Linked DNA regions of Sus scrofa: region 2 is linked to region 1. The links are chromatin contacts, called in public Hi-C maps. All regions are on one chromosome and are shown on one strand. The core of a region is the stretch at or near the end of the contact, and the rest is flanking DNA. Distances in the headings are between cores, read along the strand shown. Region 1 has its middle 54 kb from the start of ZNF148. Region 2 overlaps HEG1 (protein HEG homolog 1).

Region 1 (3,201 bases), core at 565-3,064:
GAGAATGGCCCTTTCAGCCTCTTGTACCTTCTCAGAGGTGAAATGACCACAACTGGGAACCACTCAGGTTCTCTAGATTCATTATTGTGGGGACGCTTTAAGCTTTATTGAGGTACAACTGACAAATAACGGGAGACATTCTTAGTAAGTTGGATGTGGGGAGCTTGGAATCATTTAGTTGGACCTTAAAAATATGGTTTCTTATTTTCATCCAGGCTGGTAAAGCAAGACATCTGGTCATTTGAGAGAACTATGGTGCCAGAGTCTGCCTGGGCTGCTATAACATAATCCCACACACTGGGTGGCTGATAAGCAACAGAAATTTCTCACACTTCTGGAGGCTGGAAGCCCACAGTCGGGTGTCAGCAGGGTCAGGCTGTGGTGAGAGTTCTTTCGGGTTGCTGACAGCTGCCATCCTGCTGGGCCCTCATGTGGGGAAGGGGTGCGAGCCCTCTGTGGGGCCTCTTTTAAAAGAGCCCTAATTCCATTCTTGAGGGCTCTAATTTCAGGACCAAAGATCTCACCTCCTAATACCATCGCATTGGGCAGTAGGACTTCAACATATGAATTTGGGGGGAAAGGAATACTCAGACCACAGAGTAGCCAGGTCACTGTGGGCACATCAGCAGTAATGTTCCAAGATCCCATGAGCCATTCTCATCCCTTAAGAGAGCAAGAGCCAACTGTACGGAGCACTTAGTGGCAAGCATTTGACATGCATTATTGCATCTGTACATTTCTGCACAGTAGGTGCTATATTTATGTCCTCTTTGCATGGAGGAAAGCAAGATTCATCACATTCAAGTAACTCAACCCAAACCGCAGAACTATAGCGGATGGAGCTTAGCACTCCACTCCTGGCTGCTTCTCCAGCCCCACCCAGAGGTTCCTAACTCCCAGGAACCTGTCTCTGGCCATGCAGACACCTTTCCCCCACACTTGAGGGGGGTTCTGGGAAGCAGTCAGATTGCAGCTAGGACACTGCTGGGGGTGGCTTGGAGTTTGACCCTGGACCATTTAGACCAAACCCACATGTGGCAGAATGTTAAAAAAAAAAAAAATCCTTTTTCTGTTCTATTTCTGTTAAAGGATAAACGCAGTTAGACAATACTAGCTGCTTTGAAAGAGACACTGCTGGGCAAGAGAGGAAAAGCAGCAGCAAGCAGTGCCTCGTGCTTGTTCAGGAATTCTAAAAAGAAAGAATAACCCCCTCACTTTTTTTTTTTTTTTCTTTTTGCCTTTTCTAGGGCCGCTCCCGCGGCATATGGGAGGGTCCCAGGCTAGGGATCACATCGGAGCTGTAGCCACCGGCCTACACCAGAGCCACAGCAACGCGGGATCCGAGCCAGATCTGCAACCTACACCACAGCTTATGGCAACGCTGGATCCTTAACCCACTGAGCAAGGCCAGGGATCAAACCTGCAACCTCATGGTTCCTAGTCGGATTCGTTAACCACTGAGCCACAACAGGAACTCCCCTTACCTTTTTTTTTTTAAAGGGGGGCAGAAAAACCTCAAACCATGACTGGGAGATTGAAGGAATGAGAGGGGTTTGTGGACTCGTAGATCAGAAAGAGGTGCGTCCTTCCTCACAAGATGGGTGGGTGGGGGTGGTGCTTCTGCTGAGCCCTCCCTAAACCCCTTGCCCCAGATCCTGATGGGCTCTCCTGGTGAGGATGGTCCCACAGCCTCGATGCTGTTAGGGGTCGGGGTGCAGGGGCTAGAGGCAGCAAGGGGTGGGTGGAGCGTCAGGGAGAACCAAGGGCTGGTGAGTCAGGAACGGAGTTTTCCCCCTGAGAACTAGACTGATGAAATCTAGGCTAGAAAGGTCCACGTTCAAAGGTCTGTTTGCTTTATTGTCTTTTTACCCCGAGGAATGTGCCTGTTGAGTTAATGTTTATTTTATTGAATAGTCTAGTTTTAGGCATGTCAATAAGAAGCTACTTTATGGGAAGAAAATGTCATTTGAGGCTGATTTCCCATCTCCAGTCAGAGGTCCTTCCTGGGCCCATTGGCTCCACTGCCACCTGGTGGTGGATGCCTCCAGAGCAGGACTGGCCATTTGGGGAGCTGGCCATTTGGGGGGCTGGGCCATTTGGCTATTTGGGGGGCCTGCCAGAAGCAAGACCAGAGTTAGAATCCTGGCTCTGCTCACTTGGAGCAGGGTGACCAGTTAGATAGAGCTCCCCTCTCTGAATTGCAGTGTCCACATCTTAAAGTGGAGACTGTGATGCAAACATGGGGCGGGGGGGGGGGGGGAGGTTGTGACCATCCAGTGAATTAACATGCTCCCCGGTGCATAGTAAATGTTTAATAAACTATTAGTCTTACTGGGAAAGAACTCGATATCCCCGTGGGGTTCTGTTTTCCCGATTTCCATCCTGATTTTCATGCATCCTCGATGAAACTACAGAAGACATGGCCCCCACATTGGTGGCTGTCACTGCCAAAATCAGAGGCCAAGAGATATTGTCAGGTTGGTGGAATTTAACAGGAATAATGTAAGTTTTAAACTACACATATCATCCAAGTGCACAAATACGGGGCAGGGGCGGGAAGTGCCTGGTTGACAAAGAAAGACCAAGCCAAAAACCCCGAGGGATTTTAAGAACGCATAGCTTGACCAGAGCCAACTGGGTGATGCCACACTGAAAATTCTCACTTGATCAACAGCCAGGAAGGAGCAACAGATATGACAAGCCTTTAAAATGTTCATACACCCTGGTCTTGTGATTCCACTACTAGAACTCTACCTAGAGGAAATAATCAGTTAGTTGTACACAAAGATGGTCACTATAGTGTGATTTATAAAAGTGGAAAATTGGAAACAATAAATGTCCAATAATACAGGACTAATTAAACTGTGGTTTAGCCATGGGCAGTCCTTAAATATCTAAGGGGACAAAAAACTCACATACGAGATAGACATATTAAAAATCTCATATAACTTATGAAATAGGTTGGGGTGGAGGAGAACCAAGGTATAATTAGAAATATAGGGTCATAAAATACTAATAAAAAGTTTTGATGAAGATAAAAATGAAAAGCCTTCAGGGAGTGGGATGGATGGGGGGGAGGGGCTTGGGATTCGTAGACGGAAACTATTGCATTTGGAGTGGATAAGCAATGAGATCCTGCTGTGGAGCACAGGGAACTATATCTAGTCACTTATGATAGAGCATGATGGAGGATAAAGGGAG
Region 2 (3,257 bases), core at 261-2,760, 410 kb before region 1:
TCCTCCCCCCCTTCCCCAGGTCAGGCTCAGGCCTGTTACCAAAAGTTTCTGCAGCCTGCCATGGGACAGAAAGCAAACCCAGAAGAAATGGGGTGCTGTCCTCAGTTCCAGCATCCTCTGCAAACCTGGCCCTTGATGGGTGGTGCCCTCCATGCTCAAGGGCTGCAGGGGAGAATCAGCACACACCCAGAAAGCTGGACCACGCTCTGTTAGGAAGACCTGCTGGGGGGTGGCTCTCCCCACATCTGTCTGGCCTAAGGGGAAACAGCGCCTGCCACCGCACAGACATGCTTGAAGGGGAGGTGTGCAAGGTAACCTGGGCGGCAGAGTTTGCAGCCTCCCGACCTTACAGCCCGGGGGCTTGCTCGCCTCTAGGTCGTCAGCACCTTGCGGACACCGGTCCACACACGGGCTTGATACCTGAGCAATAAAGCTGCCTTTGGACGCCAGTCACCTGGCCCCCACCCAGACAGGCAGCAGAGGGGGTGCTCAATCTTTTGGGCTCTGTCTCCTTCACTTTAGAGCCTTAGTTGTTTTTTTTTTAATTAATTAACATGTTTTGAAATATAGTTGACTTACAATGTTGTGTGGATTTCTGCTATACAGCAAAGGGGCCCAGTTATACATCGATACATTCTTCTTCCTATTCTTTTCCATTACGGTTTATCAGCACTAAAAGGTACGGCCCTGCCTCCAAGAGCTGCAGGATCCTGAATACAGTTCCCTGTGTTATACAGGAGGACACTGCTGTTGACTCGTTCTATACACTAGTTCGCATTTGCTAATCCCAAACATCCAATCGTTCCAGGCCTCAGTACTTAACAGCCACCTGGCTTTTTCCAGCTGTGGGCTTGTGGGCCATGCTCATTTCACAGATGACAAAGGACTCTTTCATTCTTATCAAAAAGTACTCATTGTCATGTGTGTGGCCCTCTCTGAGGTTGCGCACAGCAAACTCTTTCTGAGGTTATCCACAGCAGGCCCTCTCTGAGGTTGTGTACAGCAGGCCCTGAGTTTATATACAGAGGACCTTCTCAGAGTTTGTATACAGTGGACACAATGAGGGTGCCTTTTACCACCTAGAATAGGTCTGACAGAAAAACCACAAGTAATTGGAGTACACAGACAATAGAACAAATATATGAGACCAACTGGAGAGCAGACAGTAACTTCTTTACACTATGCAGAGGGCAGGGCAAGACTGATCTATGTTGTTGTTTTTGGATGAAGTTCAAGGATGGGGACAGAGCTGCAGGAGGACCACGTGTACCCTGGCCAGTGAAGTGTGGGCTCCCTTTTCCCCCCTTAGAAAAACACCAACCGATTCAGAAACCAGGTACCAGTTCTGAACATAGCAAAACTATACCCGCCACCCCTGCCCCAGGCAGGTTCTGGTGACAGGAGCAGACACCCCCCCCCACCAGGGGCCCCAGCATCCGCCTCCTTTTCTGTGTCTTGAAAGCCTGGGGCCCGTGGTGGCTTGGTCACAGGGAGGTTAGTTTAGGACACAACTTCAGCTCTCAGGGCTGAATTTCCTGTCTTTATCAGTGGATGCTGGCATGCTAAATCTGAACCCTATTTGTGTGTGTGATAGAATTTCCTTTGTTTATTGTGAAAGGTTTGTATTTAAGGGAGAAAAATGAAAAATGGAAAATCTCACCCAACAAACACTGTGAAGCTGGCACAGAGACGTATGAATGGCCACAATCTGTCATCTCAACTTTCTGAAGCCTCAATATAAAGAAATGCCTCCAGCACAAAAGGCGGCCCAGGCCGGCCCTAGTTTGTCCATCAGCCAGCCTGAGTTGCCTGGCCTGATTAGATATTTTCTGGAAGCCAATGTCACAACTGCCCTCTACCCTGGCCACGAGTCCCGCCTGCTGGCAGATTTTGCTCACCCTGCTGAAGTGGCCCTTCCCCACACAGAAACAGATTCAGGAGAAGCCAGGGAAAGCTGGCTCTGCCTCTGCGATGGAGGGGCAGCTATGCTAACAGGTCTTAAAGACCCTGTCATCAGTCCATCCCGGGAACCACACAGAGCACTGTCTCTGTTGAAGCCTGGCGATGCGACTATTCTGCATCCACGATTCCCATGGTCCTTCCCAGGGCACAACATCCGCCACACAGACAATGAGAATTCATGTACATCTAAGGCTGGGACACTCCCTGGGGGATTTCCAAGGACTCATGAAGCCTCTGGAGAGATGAGGGCTGCCCTTCTTTGAAAGGCGAGGAAGTAAATACTTTGTGAATTGAAGGGAAAAAAAACCTCCCCTTTCCGTGGCAGCATCCAGGGTAGCCCAGTGCTTCTCACAGGTCGGGACATCCAGAAGTCAGACCCAGCAGCTCCTGCTCTCCAACCCACCCTCCACCGCTCAGAGGGGTGAGCGAGAGACCAAGCAGGGTGTGTTGGCAAAACTGGGAGAAGCCCTGGGAGGGAAAACGGAGAAGTGAGGCTGTTTTGAGCTAAGACGCTTGGTCATCTTCATTCTCAGGGGCTCCCAAAGGAGAGGCAGAGAACGGAGACCAGCACATGTGGGAGCGGGAGGCATATGGGAAATTTCTGTGCCTTCCTCTTAATTTTGGTATGACCCTCACACCGCCCTAAAACAAACAAACAAACAAAAAATCTTTAAAAAAAAAAAAAAAAAAAGAATGGGACCTCGGCAAGGCAGGGTCTTACAAATCCAAACAGCTGGCACTTCATTTGCAAGAACCAAAATGCATTTACAAGGGAAAAAAGTAACCTGATCTACAACGCTGACCATATGGGATGCACTCCATCTGTGGTCAGTGAATTGAAAGGTCCCCTTCCTACCTTCTGGGGAGGAAAAACTGGGACCCTTGAATCACTGGCAAGAGAGAGAAAGTAAAATCAAAGGGTTCCTGCCTCAAAGGTTAGACACTGTATGATGGGGCAGGAATTTTTAGCTAATTCCTCAATGAAGCTGAATGACCGCAACTTCAACTCTAGAAAATTTAACTCTTTTTTTCCCCCCTCTAATGAATAACTAGCCCTTATATGGGCAAACTAGCGCTTATCCCAGAGAGAAAGGTTGACTGCCTCACCCCCACCCCCACTCCCAGCTCTGCAATGCACAGCCCCCCGCCTCCAAGAGAGCTCTCGGGACCAGCTTTTACAAAGCCCTGGCAACTGGGAACGTCCTGGATCTGCCAGCAGACAGAATACCAAACCTGCTACCTACAACTCGGGTCCAGCATCTGGGCACCAGATGCAGAGGTTCACGCAGCGCCTG

The links. A called contact is a pair of places that touch in the nucleus more often than the background predicts.
Region 2: a Hi-C map of liver shows a contact between it and region 1, with 2.1 times the contacts expected there. The contact joins two enhancer-like sites. A contact is called at or near these places in 1 of 5 promoter capture datasets (liver), 23 of 47 Hi-C or Micro-C datasets (adipocytes, alveolar macrophages, brain and 14 more) and 2 of 2 datasets of contacts at active chromatin or transcription factors (alveolar macrophages and skeletal muscle).

What each region holds. Positions count from the first base shown.
Region 1 is chr13:134,914,349-134,917,549 of Sscrofa11.1, reverse strand. No RefSeq gene overlaps it. Among named protein-coding and RNA genes, the nearest start is that of ZNF148, 54 kb to the left of the region's middle. Within about 2 kb of position 1,814, at least 5 of the 83 cell types and tissues checked have an H3K27ac peak or open chromatin away from gene starts, as enhancers often do. A contact at or near this core is called in liver, where this site is marked.
Region 2 is chr13:135,326,339-135,329,595 of Sscrofa11.1, reverse strand. All of the region lies in intron 11 of HEG1 (protein HEG homolog 1), which reads right to left. Among named protein-coding and RNA genes, the nearest start is that of HEG1, 59 kb to the right of the region's middle. Within about 2 kb of position 1,510, at least 12 of the 83 cell types and tissues checked have an H3K27ac peak or open chromatin away from gene starts, as enhancers often do. A contact at or near this core is called in liver, where this site is marked.